Linked DNA regions of Triticum aestivum: region 1 is linked to region 2. A link is a contact called in public Hi-C data. All regions are on one chromosome and are shown on one strand. The core of a region is the stretch at or near the end of the contact, and the rest is flanking DNA. Distances in the headings are between cores, read along the strand shown. Region 1 holds the start of LOC123120538 (E3 SUMO-protein ligase SIZ2). Region 2 holds the start of LOC123120534 (jasmonate-induced oxygenase 4).

What was found. A called contact is a pair of places that touch in the nucleus more often than the background predicts.
Region 1: a Hi-C map of leaf shows a contact between it and region 2, with 2.7 times the contacts expected there. The contact joins the promoter of LOC123120538 here to the promoter of LOC123120534 in region 2. A contact is called at or near these places in 2 of 5 Hi-C or Micro-C datasets (both in leaf).

The regions. Positions count from the first base shown.
Region 1 is chr5D:252,732,792-252,736,495 of IWGSC CS RefSeq v2.1, reverse strand. It overlaps LOC123120538 (E3 SUMO-protein ligase SIZ2), which reads right to left and starts at 1,877. Exons shown (of 16, transcript XM_044540547.1): 1 at 1,588-1,877; 2 at 402-482; 3 at 89-137. The coding sequence starts at 1,632.
Region 2 is chr5D:252,348,176-252,351,967 of IWGSC CS RefSeq v2.1, reverse strand. LOC123120534 (jasmonate-induced oxygenase 4) reads left to right here and starts at 1,550. Exons shown (of 3, transcript XM_044540543.1): 1 at 1,550-3,576; 2 at 3,743-3,792. The coding sequence starts at 3,080.

The sequences.
Region 1 (3,704 bases), core at 628-3,127, 380 kb before region 2:
AATACGAAAGTTATTCCTCTTGTACCTTTAGACAAACACTAGTATAAAAGGGCCATTTTTGGAAGAAGAAAGACAAAAAACAATGCACCTTGATCTTGTTGATCAGATAGTATTGTTAAGATTTTATCCACCAATTCCTGGAATTGTAAAGCAAAATCAGAAAAACAAAAAATGGCTTAGAAGTAAATAACGAAAAGGCACAGAGAAGTTAATTAGTTCCGAAAGATGTTACGGTATTGGTAAGGACGACTTGACAATCCAATCGATTATTTGTTCCCAAAAAGTAAAGGGAAGATTGAAACATTTGAGCAAGTGATGTAAACTTGTAAAGTAAAGCAATAAGTAGAATTTATATTTGTAGAATGTATTCATGTAGATATACGAAATTGCATTGAACAAACCTGCTTCTTTCCTTGCTTTGAAAGTCCAAGCAGATGCAGGACATCTTTTAGCTCTTTTATTCGGAAGTGCTTCAACTTGTCCTGCAACAAAGCATTTAGCTATCAGCGACATAAAACAGATGAATGAGCCACGCAGGTCTATTCCTTTAGGACAAGACTAACACACACATGAAAAGGGGTGCTAAATAAGATAATCACTTGAAAGATCTACTTCGTAACAGGGGCATCTTGACAACATAAAAGAACTAATACAAAAAATGATGAAATTTCCATATAGACCACTCCAATTGATTATACATAGTGATGCAAACAAGAAACAAGTTTTATCAGATGACGCGAGGAGCTGAGGGCAGAACTATCGATGCCGCTGCTATCCTGTATACAATACATGAGTAAGGGCATGGTATAGTGTAATATAACGACAGTTCTGGACTGTTGTCGAATGCTTGAATAAGAGCACCTAGTAGCTATCAACTACAATATACAGATATTAAGCACCACTAAAGTGAAGGTGATGCAGCAATGACATTTAGCAATCGAATTCCGATCTAAAACTTGGTTACTAAATGCATCCCTCCGAACAATCTTACTGAAGCAAAGTTGCCGAGCAATGTAAACAGTGCCAGTGCAAGAGAATGGCAAACAGATAAAGAAATCAGCTAGTTTTGCGGAAACAAGCAACGCAAGAAGACTAAGAAATACTAACTGTGAGGAGTTTCAGCACCTAGCAAAATGTTAGCAGGGCATGTCAGCTTGGGCGTCAGCAGTGTCGAATCCCAAATTGCAATCTCTACAGAAAACAACTTGTAACGATGTAAGATGCGCAGCTGCGGCCTAATTTTAAGCAGTTATATGTATGAGCCTAGTAGCCAGGCTTGGTAAGTAAAGCTGGTTCAGGTTACAGAAGGGAATTGTCAAGCGACGATCAATCAAGAGTTTCCCTGTCCCTAATCGGCTAAACAGAAACCTATTAAGCGGTAGGGATATGAAACTAATAAGACGGCTCGTCAGAGTTCTACTAGGTTATGATGGGAGGGGGTCGCCGGAGGAGGGCCGTAGAATTAGAACCGTCACCAGATTGAGGTCGCCGTCGTGCAGAGTAGAAGCGGGCATCCACCGCGGAACACGTTCGGATGGAATCGCAAAAGTATGAGGCATGGAGGGATATGCGAAGAGATGCGGATACCTTGCAACCGGCGAGCGCCGCATCGTCGGCGGACTCCGGCTCCATGGCGGCTCTGGCCCGGGGGAATCCAATGCGATGACGCCCTACGCGAGGCCGGCGGAGTGAAGGGAGGAGCGGCGGCGGAGAATTGGAGGAGGCTAGAAGAATCGCGGCGGCCGGAGGAGGAGGGGCGCTCCGCTCCGTTGGTGTGCGGCGGCTCGCGGGCGTGGCGGCCTGGCTGCTCTCTTTTCTCCTCCTCTTCTCTTCGGGTGATGACGACGACCGAGGGGAGAAACCTACGACGAGATCTGGACGGGACGCGTGTACCCTACCGAGGACTGGCGCGAATCTTAATGCTCTGTCCCCTGGTTTAAGCGACAAATCCGACTTTGATTAGGGTCTTTTTTAAGGGACTTTGATTATGAGTCTTTGGAGTAACTTCCGTTACATATGGCGTATGACTTATCGTAGACATCCGTCACGTATGAAAACAACCAGAACCTCCCCTAAAAAAAAAAAACAACCAGAACCAGTAATGTCTTTTTTTAGTGAAAAACAACCAGTAATGTCAACATCTTGTTGTGAACTTGGCGTAGCTCTCATGATTAGCTTTTTTTTGTATTATGCTTCTTATATTCATAAATACTTTACAACCATATGCAGTAAATAAAAATAATATTTTTTATATTATTATCCAAATCTCATTGTTTCATACAACCAAATATATCTAAATATATTGCAAAACATTCGTGCACCAATGTGTGAGATAACATCTAATCATATGTACCAAAATAATTGATTCCCACTAACTCCAATTCTATCAACACGCAAGTATGCCGCCTCACCATGCCAGCATATAGACTAAATAATTGATCTCCACTAACTCCAATTCTCTTAACATGCAACTATGTCATCTCATCATGCCATCATCATGGGAAAGACCTACATTAACATGCACCATGCATGCTACTCATATTTAATTAAATATTCTTTGACTATAGAATAATCAAATGCAATAAATTACTTTCTCCGGCCTCCGCCCATAATATAAGAGCGTTTTTGGCACTACTGAACGTTTTTGGCACTACCGAGCGTTTTTGGCAGTACAGTAGTGCCAAAAACGCTCTTATATTATAGGACGCGGGGGGGGGGGGGTATGTTAGTTTCAGTTCCCATATTGTTAGTCAAAAAACCAATGTTTCCTACAAACAAATCTCAATGAAATTATTTCAAACAGTTCCCACAACAACGTGCGGGGTATCATCTGTAGTTCAAAAAATATACATGTCATTTGCTCTTAATGTGTGTGCTCACATGTGTTTAAGCCTTCTTCATATAGTCACTATTTTCTTTTACTTTTAATCAATTGACACTAGTGTCAGTCCCAATGCATTATATTTTAAGCTACATTATATGCATTAAGTATGTATTTAGATATAGCTCGTCCAATGCATTACTTCTATATCTTGTTGTCATATCTAAAAGAGTTCTTATTTAACATGTTTCGTGTGAGGAAAAGAATGACTTGTCTTGGTTTTTATGCTAAGAGCTATATCTAGATTAAGATATGATAACTCTCTCTTTCCTCATTAAATAGGGTGTTACGTTACATCTAACTTTGCTTATGTGTCATGATCAAGATTTTAGGATCGTCGGAAAATTTGAAACATATCAAATGGTGATATGTTCCGACAAATATTTTTTGAAGCACAAGTTAGCAACTAACTTGTACTCCCCGTGATAATATGCATGTGCTTCACTTATGCTTCCCTGTGGCACAGGACAAAGCGCGCATATAGTGGGTCGTGCTACAGTACACATACACAAGGAATCAATGGAAAAATCGAAGTAAGAAATCCAAACAAAAGAATCAAGAAAGAAACCACCGTGGCTCTTTTCTGCTCTTCTAGAACTGCAACCTCCTGCGCGCCGGGAAGCGATGCTATGTCTTTTTTTTTTTGCGGGGAATACGGATGCTATGTCTCGACTATTGTGAGATCCAGTGCCCACTTGCCTACACGTACGCTGAATATTTGTGTATAGAACGCTCGCTTCCAGCGCGGGGCCGGGGTCAGTTTTCTTTCATTTTTATGTTTCTTCTTTTCGTTTCTTCTCTTTATTACCTTTTCTTTTCGGTC
Region 2 (3,792 bases), core at 301-2,800:
ACAGGCCGTTGCCTCCCGCGCGGCTGGGCCGGCCATCTGGGCTCCAAAATCGACGCGAGGCATCCCCTGTGCTCGCTTAAAGCGAGAAATAAGGGTGCCCCAAAATCACAGCTCCTCCAGCGCCGCCGCCTGTGGGCATCCATGGCGGCGGCAGGGGAACCGGCGCGGGCTCAAGACCGGCGCCACCTCTCTCGACTACCTAATCAAAGATGGGACGCGCAAGAATGTACGTTCCCTTATCGTTCTTTTACTGGGGTTTTGATTTGGGTATGCGTGATAGGGCTGATTATACGATACGGCCACAGAGCTCGGCGGCAATGGCCGCGGAGGCCAACAGGTCCGCGCGGCGCTGCCGTGCTGGGTACTTGGGTGAGGAGACGGAGGCTACGCGGAGATGACCACATGTGGGCGGGCGGCCGTCGGCCGCCGGCGAAGGTGGATCGACGGCCGCGGCAGTCCACATGTGTTCCGTGTTCCTTCTTTCTGAATCGCACATTGGGGCGTTGGTTAGTCAGTGTTTGCTTCTGAATGCTCCCTGCTTTCTTGCTGCTCCGTGCCAGCTCAAATGTTACTAGAAGGAGCCAAAGCCTGCGGTTGCTGTTGCTAATGCGTGCGACGACTTGACTAAAATTACAACATGTGCTCCATTGATTTGCTGGTCTGGCTGATGTGCCGCACACAGCATTATTCTACTCCATATTAACATGTGGTAATTGACTGGTTGATCAAGGTCGCTCTCATCCTAGCTTTGCTGTCGCCCTGGCCAGCCACTGATCTCCGAGATTCACCATCGCCCCCAACCTCACCGGTGTGGTGGTTGATGAGGTAGCCCCCATATCTTTGTTTTAGATCAAGAATAATGGCGCACGGTTCTTCGTATATTCTGACTAGGCATGTTTGGCAATTTTGATACTGCTCCAGATCTGTTTTATCCTTTGTTTTGCTGTCGCTTTGCTGAACTAGTGTACACCTTTGATGTCGATGCTACCGGAACCATATCATTGGACGATTTGCTTGACTTTCATTTCAGCACATGTGCATTCTGTTTTCTTAATTTGCACCATCTATTCTGCCATGCAACAGGGGGAGCTAGCTGCTGATGTCTTACTGGACTCTTTGTACCGATAATCTATGATTACTCTTATTTTCTCTCATAAGTATGCATAAGCCTCATAAAGTGTTACGATATTGTACTGATAGCAATCGTAATAATATTAGCAATGCCAACCTATTGTCAGCCAAGCTGCATGATGTAGCATCACTTTCTTGCAGATAAGTGTTTGCTTCACAGAACTGCTTGTTGGATGTGTGGCGTCGCTGTCGGCTCTAGGTATCTCGTTATAAATGTTCAATGCAACATGTGTTTGATTGATTTGCTGGTATTAGCTGACACACGTACACATTAATTTGTCGTGCTTCTTGACTAGGTAATGCCCAGCCGTAATTTCTTTCCTGCTGGCAAACTAGTTCCTTCTGACAGCACCTCATTGATCGATTGATAGATGTGCCTACGTACTGCATGTGAAACGGTGAGATTGCTCTTGGATGCTTTGTTTACATCAGCAGTGAGATATTCATGCATAGTGCCAACCAAAACTTCCTAGCTAATTGTAACTATGAGTGTACATGTCGGGCAATCTTTATCATATATTCATATGTATAAATATACATCAATTGTAGTGTGTGTACACCTAATTTGATATTGATGACATGATGTTATGCATAACCATATCATTTGCTGATTTTTTTGACTTTCATTTCAGCACGTGTGTATTGTTTTCTTAATTGCCTTATCCAATCCTCCCATGGACCTGGGGGAACCAAGTAACTGCCCATGTTTTGCCGGGTTTTCTGGGGAACATCTCCTTGTTCTGAAAGAAATACTATAACCTTAATTTACTAGAACATACAAGTAAATCAACTGTGTGCTGTTATTATTTCACTATGAAATAGAACATGCATCAAAACATGCTCAGAAGTCAGAGTGCATACATGATCTGCAAAAATATGTCAACATGCATGCCATCAAATAGAATATGCATTTCTAGTTTAGAAAAATTATTCCTCCTAGTCAGCAATATATACTGCTCCACTGGGATAACTAAAACCTCTAAGGCTCAGCAAGTTTAATTTCAAAATGCAATTTCTCTCCTACTATTTGCAACCAATTCTGTCCCTATCAATTGATATGTGTTGTTCTTTGATTTTGACTATGTGCAAGCATTATCTGAAATGGTCAATTGATCACATGTCTGTAGTGATATCAAAACAAAGAAATACTGCATCCTTTTTTCTATTTTGTTTCTTCAAGGGTCAATCACGAAAATGAAGTTCACTTAGGATTGCAAATACAATTACTATTGCCTCAGTAAATTTTGTGTGGCCAGCTCTCATTAAAAATAGTAACAATGACGTCGATTAACTCATCCGTGTTCAGAAAGTTTATAAGTTAACAGTATAATATCTATTAAATCATGTCTACGGAGCAAAAATTTGACAGTTCAACTGAACAAAACAAAAGGCACTCTAATACCTTTTGAAGTTTATGTATTGATATACCATACTCCTAGTTAAATTACTGAAATAATATCGTATTCTCTCCACTTTTACATTAGCGTTTCGAAAGGAAATATATTATATGTGTGCTTATGTATCATATGTTGATTACTTGCACGAACAAGAAGCAAGTGAATGTTATTATTAATTAGCTCACTCCATAAGATTGTATCTTCCATTGATGGCATATGAAACTGTATCCAAAAGATTGTATCTTCCATTAATGGCATATGAAATTGTGTCCAAAAGATTGTATCTTCCTTCCATTAATGGCATACGAAACTGTATCCAAGATTTTAATTATATGTATATATCCAAAAGATTTTATCAATATTCAGACGATAAATGAGGCATATCTCTTAATGAGCATAATCTTGTCCAATCTGTACATATATATCCGTCCAATCCCACCATGAATTGCACTAAATGCATTGCGATTTAATCTCATACATCACATATCCTTTCTCTATATAAACACGCACACCCTCTTCTCATAACCAAACCAAGACCTATCACTCCCACCATGGCAAGTAGCAATCTGCTTGACTGGCCAGAACCCATTGTACCAGTGCAAACTCTTTCCAACTCTGGTATGAGCTCCTTGCCACAACAGTACGTCAAGCCTCCATCTGAGCGTCCTAGTGGTGTCACAAATGACCCTAATCTCAGTATCCCAGTTATCGATCTTGCTAGCTTCTCTAATACCCCTGAACATCACCAAGAAATGCTAAAAGCAATAGCCTCTGCATGCAAGAACTGGGGTTTCTTCCAGTTAGTGAACCATGATGTGGACACGGAGGCTGTGAGGAGGATGAGAAGTGCATGGAGGGAGTTCTTTGACCTCCCCATGGAAGAGAAGAAGGCACATGCCAACTTACCGGTAACATATGAGGGGTATGGGAGCCGCCTTGGAGTTGAGAAAGGGGCAATCTTAGATTGGAGTGACTATTACTTCCTTAATCTCTTCCCAAGTGATATCAGAAACCTTGACAAGTGGCCAAAGATTCCTACTGACCTGAGGTAGATAAATATTTTTCTTTTCTCGAGAAAACGCAGCTTCTTTGTTTTCTTTTAATTTATCCTCATTCTTTATAAGTTCTTGCAGTTTAGAGTTTCCTGATATGTTTGGTTACACAGTTTCCTATTTTATTTGTCCATATTTCATTTTGTTTTGGTATTTATGCAGGGAAGCCACTGAGAAGTATGCATGCCAACTAATAAGTCTCTGTCAAGTCT